Regions from separate parts of the Sus scrofa genome. Here region 2 is linked to region 1. The links are chromatin contacts, called in public HiChIP or PLAC-seq maps. All regions are on one chromosome and are shown on one strand. Each heading gives the region's core, a stretch centred on a gene start, on an enhancer-like site or on the middle of the called end of the contact. The rest is flanking DNA. Distances are from core to core; before and after follow the strand shown. Region 1 holds the start of FAM160B2 (protein FAM160B2). Region 2 holds the start of HR (HR, lysine demethylase and nuclear receptor corepressor).

The links. HiChIP or PLAC-seq counts read pairs in DNA pulled down with a chosen protein or histone mark.
Region 2: a contact with region 1 is called in an H3K27ac HiChIP or PLAC-seq map of skeletal muscle. The contact joins the promoter of HR here to the promoter of FAM160B2 in region 1. A contact is called at or near these places in 4 of 47 Hi-C or Micro-C datasets (embryonic fibroblasts, epiblast stem cells, heart right ventricle and 1 more) and 2 of 2 datasets of contacts at active chromatin or transcription factors (alveolar macrophages and skeletal muscle).

The regions. Positions count from the first base shown.
Region 1 is chr14:6,358,782-6,361,726 of Sscrofa11.1, forward strand. It overlaps FAM160B2 (protein FAM160B2), which reads left to right and starts at 1,552. Exons shown (of 17, transcript XM_003359029.5): 1 at 1,552-1,708. The coding sequence starts at 1,664.
Region 2 is chr14:6,403,549-6,406,493 of Sscrofa11.1, forward strand. It overlaps HR (HR, lysine demethylase and nuclear receptor corepressor), which reads right to left and starts at 1,420. Exons shown (of 21, transcript NM_001083930.1): 1 at 568-1,420.

The DNA of each region.
Region 1 (2,945 bases), core at 302-2,801:
ATGGGGTCCAAAATGCAGGGCCGGTGCAGTGACGCCTGGTGATCCCACAGCTCCAGGTCCTCAGTTCTGCAACAAGGGCTACCCCCTGCCCTCGAGGGAACCCTAATGCCTAACCTGCTCACGATATGGTGTCAGAGGTCAGCAACAACACATTTTGACATCAGCAGTGTCCTCAGGAAGAATATCTTTCCACTCCTGGGGTGGGCGGGGGGCGGGGTGTGGAGGTGGGAGATGGGGAATGGGCTTTGAACCGGCAGAGCCAGTTGCCTTCTTAGGCGCCCTCCCTCAGGCCCCAGTTTTGGACACTCCAGGGAACCTTGCTCCAGTTGAGGGTTCTGCCTGTGTAATTCTTGGGTGTAATTTTCCCATGGGCTCCCCCCAGCACAGGTCACCCATTTCTTTCCTTGGTGTGGCTAGAAGGGCACAAAAGGGCCAGTGTGACTTCCTGTGCAGGATCTCTGGACCAGCACTGTATCCACTTAAAGTAATAAGCAACAAGTGAAATTAATTTTTTTTTTTTTTTGTCTTTTTGTTATTTCTTTGGGCCGCTTCTGCGGCATATGGAGGTTTCCAGGCTAGGGGTCTAATCGGAGCTGTAGCCGCTGGCCTACGCTAGAACCACAGCAACGCGGGATCCGAGCCGCATCTTCGACCTACACTACAGCTCACGGCAACACCAGATCATTAACCCGCTGAGCAAGGGCAGGGACCGAACCCGCAACCTCATGGTTCCTAGTCGGATTTGTTAACCACTGCGCCACGACAGGAACTCCTGAACTTAATTTTTATAATATACTTTGGTTAACCCAATTTATCTAATAGATTACATTTCAACACATAGTCAACATAAAACATCATCAGTGACTATTTTACACTGTTTCCTTCATAATGTCTTCAGCACATCTCAATTAAGAGTAGCAGGTATCAGCACAAGTGGCCAGGACCTCCTGTGCTGGGATGAGGAAGTCACAACTGGCCAAGGTGCACCAAGGAAAGACACAGAAGGTGGGTGTCCCAAGGCCGGCATGGGGGGTACACCTGGGAAAATTGTGTCCAATCACACAGGCAGAATCCTCAACCAGAGTTGAGTTTCCTACAATGTTCAAAGCTTGGGCCTTGGGGCAGCCAGCTCTGCAGTTCAAAGCCCGCCCCCCATCTCTCTCCACTCCCCCCTCAGGAATGGAAAGACATTTCCCGGATCACAGGGCTGTCAGAATGTACTCCTGCTCACCCCTAACATCATATGATGGGAGGGTAAGGCCTTAGGGGTCCCGCGAAGGAAGTCTAGAGACTTCCAGAATCCGTAAATCTTCTCATCCCTCATGGGAAAAACCTGCCTGTCTCCATTCGCTCTTCTCTAAGGGTCGTTCGTTCGCGGACTCCCGGCTCCCCAAAGGGTTCCCTGTGAATTTGACCGTGCCCCTCCGTGGCCCGCGACTCCTGCCCCGGAGCCCCCGCTCGCTGCTCCGCCCGGCCACGTCGGCGCCGGCCCTCTAGCCCGACCCGGGGCTGGGCCTGGCGGGGGCTGCGGGGCGGGGCGGCCTGGGCCCCGCCCCCTCGCCGCGCCTCCTGGTCGCAGCCTGAGCCCGGGAGCTCCGCCGCCGCCGCCGCCGCCGCCGCCGCTGCCGCCAGGGGACAGGGAGCCGGGAGTCGGGCCGCAGTCATGCTGAGCCGGCTCGGGGCGCTGCTACAGGAGGCCGTGGGGGCGGTGAGGCCGGGGCGCGCCGGGCCGGGGCCGGAAGAGCGGGCGCGGGGCCGGGGGAGGAGCTGGCGGCCTGGCGGGCGGAGGGCGCGTTCCCGCCTCAGGGAAGGGACCCGCACCCCGGGCCGTGGCGTCCCTTCCGGGGCCTCCTTGCTCCCGAGCCGCGCAGCACTCCCTGCTTCCAGTGGCTTCTTTCCCGATCGCGCCAGTTCCCAGCTCCCCTCCAGGTCGCCCCAGCCCCGAACCGCTCTCCCTGATTGCTTCCTGTTTATTTTCCGCGAGTCTCTCCCTATTCCCAAACTCCTCTGGGCCGAGTGCTCCCTTGGCACCCAATAGTTTCTTCCCAAAATTCCCCCAAAGTCCCCTCCCCCAGCTGGTATGCCTTCCTCCTCCCCTACGCCCCTCCCTTCCTGGTCAGCAGGCCTTAAAAATTGCAGCCCCTTCCCATGGTTCTGAGCCCCCCACGACTTCATGATTTTGTTCGGCCGCAGTCTACCCTCTCACCCAGCACCTGGGTAGTGCAGGGCCCCGGCTGGCCGTGTCCCCTGGGAGAGTACAGATGACAGTTCTGGGGTGGGGGGCGCCCATACCCAGGCAAAGCCTTCTGCAGGGTATTTGCGCAGTTTTCTCAACAGCAGGAGTGGGACTGACCTTGAGTCAGGAGGGGCCAGCGGTGGTGGGGCCTGGGGCGGCCACCGAGGAAGAGGAGTCTGTGTTTCTGCCATTTTCTGTAGGGGTTGAAGGCAGGTCAGAGGCGCCCACGGCTGTTCCCTGCCTTCAGCAAGATAAAAGTGCGGTGGTTTTGATAGGCAAGCCAGGTTGCCCTCCAGTTAAAGTAACCCTGCCAGGAATCTGCCTTAAAAGTTAATGATTCTTTTGGCCCATAGTATAAATCCTCCCTTCATTGATCAGTTTAGTGTATCAGATGTTCTCAGGAGAAACAACCTTGGGTTCCATCCTCTTCCTCCCCAACGCACACCCCAAATCAGAGCTTGTTATGAAGGAGAACCGTCTCAGCCTTAAGGAAACCTGTGAAGAAAGTGAAAAGCTTCTGCTCTTTCTATGCTCCCACCTGCCCCAGCCCTGCCCTTACTAATTAATGTCCAGGGGCCTCAGGCCAGCCTGCCTCAGGAGGCAGTTCCCAAATGACCTCTCCTCCCATCCTCCCTGTCCCCAGTCTAAATAGCTGTCATCTTAGAAAGTAATCTGACGCCATTTCATACCCTTTAGGGAAAGCTCCTGT
Region 2 (2,945 bases), core at 170-2,669, 45 kb after region 1:
GCCCAGGATAACTGCTGGGGGCTGGGATCTCCAACTCTGCCGCCTAAGGAAGGAGTGAGCCAGCACAGGAGAGGGCTGTGAAGAGGCCTCCTCTGGGATAGGTCAAGATGCCCCAGTCCAGCCAGCAGTGCCAGGGCCGCTGGTGGACGCTGGTAACTGCAGCCGGGAGCGCGGGAAGGGGGGGCGAGGGGAGGAGGCGGGGAAAGCGGGCTGGGCCCCAGAGAGAGGCAAAGGAGGGAAAATTGAACCTGTGCGTGCAAAGGACCAGGGTGACAGGTGGCATCAGAGCCATGGCGCTCTCCCTGGGCGGCGGCGGCGGCACACTGGGCAAGCCCCAGGAAGGAGGTGGGGGAACTCAGGGAGCCAGTGGCAGAGGGCGCTCAGGTTTTCTGGGGCCACTGCTCCGACGCGGTCCAGCCCCGACGGGCATCCTAACTTTCAGAGGTGTGGCCCAGCTCAGGAGCAAGAGGGGGCTCATTCCCTGCGTGCGGCGCGGGCTCGGCTCAGAAACGCGCTATTGCGGGCGTCCCCAGAAGGTGCGCTCCTGGCTCCGGTCTCAGCGCTTACCTGGGCTTCACTGGCCGGGCGTGGCGCGGGCGGCGACGGTCGTGGTGGCCGACGCCGGGCGCCCTCTCCCCATGGGCTGACTCCGGGGCCTCCCGGCTGGCTGGCAAGAACTCGTTCTCCGCCGTCGGCTCAGCGCGCTCGCGCTCTCTTTCCCCCGGGGTGGCGGGGGCGCTCTAGGGCCGCAGGTTGGAGGGGTCGGACTCCGGGATCTGCAGGATGCGGCACACGGCGCGGATCGGCCGCACCAGCTTCTGGGCCGAGGCCGTGGGTTGCGCCATGGGACGCCGAGACTCCGTGCTGCGCCGCGGGGAGGACCGGGCCGGGGCTAGGGAGCGGGTGCCCCCGGAGGGAGAGAGGGAGCCGGGCCGGGGGGAACTCGCGCCCCGGGTCGGAGATGACCGAGATGGGGGAAAGGCCGAGGGGCCGGGGGGAAGGGGTCGTGCCTGGAAGAGGGGCCGATCCCGCGACCCGGGAGAGAGGCACCAGCGGGGGCGCAACACGGCGCAGCGCGGCTAATGGAGGGAGAGCCCGGCGGAGAGCGCAGCAGGACCTCTGATCGCCATCGCCAGACGCGCAACTGAGAGTGGGGAAGCTGCTCCGCCGGTTTCCTCCTCCAGCACCCTGCGGGAAACAGGAGCCCGTGACTCGGCGGCCCCGCCTGGGCCTGCCCCCTCCCGGGCCCCGGGGGCTTCCGCCAACGCCCCGGCGATGCCACCGGCTGCGCACGGGGAGAATGAGCCCTTTGTTCCCCCCTCCCCCCCGCGGCACCCGGGCGCCTGCCGAGAGAGGCTCCCCCGGGGCAGCGTGCCAGCTTCCCAGCCGCCCCACCCTCCCGTGGGCCCGGCCCCGGAGCCTGGCAGGCGGGCAGCACCCCCACTATAGGTGCCAAGCCCGGGAACTGGAGCAAAGGGCGGGAGGGGCCGGACCAGGCCATGATGGGGTGGGGTGCCCCCTAGGGTGCCAGGACAGGGCGGGTGGGAGGGGGCAGTGCCAGAGCTGGCAGGGGCAGTCGCGTTCTCACGGGTCAGTGATGGGCGCTCTGACCCACGCCAGCCACCCTGTGCCTGCTGGACCACTGGCTCCTCCAGCTCTGGAACATGGGCACACCCACTGGCCCAGGTCTGCCCTGCCTGGTCCTCCTCTGGCCAAGCTGCTCTTCACCATTCCAGTCCAAAGCCCCCTCCCAGGGCAGTGTCCTTAGCAGGTCTAGAAGGGTCTAGGTTCAGTCTGTCCCTGCTCTAAGGGCCTCGGTTTCACCAAGTGTCCAGAGAGGAGGTGGGACCAGATGTGCTCCATCACCTGCTCCCGCCCGGTGTTCTGGGGTCTCCCCCAAGCCATGCTCCTCCTGTTTCCAGGCCCAGGACTGGAGAGGAGCCCATGGGAGTGGCCCCTGGGAGGGAGCAGAGAGGAGGAGAGGAAATGGGAAAGCAGGGCACCCTCCACCCGAGGAAGCATCCTGGCTCCTCTGCGGGGGTGGTTCCAGAGCACAGACACAAACAGACAGATTCAAACACACACAGACAGATTCAGACACACACAGAAACCCACACGCCCAACAGGCGCTTCCCTTCCCCTCAGGCACCCACCTCCCAACCCACGACTCCCCTGCCTCCCAGAGGAAGCCTTCCTCGGACTGCCTTCACCCAGCCTGGGACAGAGGCAGCACCACCCCATCCACCCCCCTGTTCCATTGAAGGGGTGACTTCCCAGTTGACTTCCCAGGTGCCTCCGGCCTCATCCCAGGTCACACCACCATCCCTGGAGAGGGGAGCCATGAAGAGCCAGGAGGGAGCCTTCCTCCCAAGAGACTGGAGGGAAGGCAGGGATCCCCGCACCAGTGAGAAGAGGCAGGGTCCTGGGAGAGGAGGCCTGCAGGGGCAGGCACCAGCCGGATTGGGTCACGTTGACATAGACCCACTCAGACCCTTTGCCTCCCCCCAGGGAGGCCGGTCTGTGGCAGGACAGGCTGGTGGGGTTGTTTACATGACTGAGTTGTTAACACTGCCTTCCTCCCCCAGCTCCCCTGGGGGGTGGCCAGGGGAAGTTCTCCTGGAGGGTCTAACCCCGACCCCAGTGCCTAGGCCCCAAGCCCCAGCCTCCTGCCCCCAGGCCGGCTCAAGGATGTGGCTGGGGGGCTGGGGTATGCCTGTGGTCCCCGCTCGGTGTCCACTGGCAGCCGAAGCTTGCGGGAGAGTCCAGGGAAGACTACTGTGGCTGGAGGCCTGGAAGAGGCTGGGCAGGGCAGGCTGGGAGGCTGGGCCAGCCCAGGCCCAAGGGCCTGTCACTGTCATCCCTAAAGAGATGGGGATTGTCCCAGGGGAGTGGGACAGACACCTCCCTTTGCCCCCTTTGCCAAGTCGCTTTGTCAGGTCACAGTC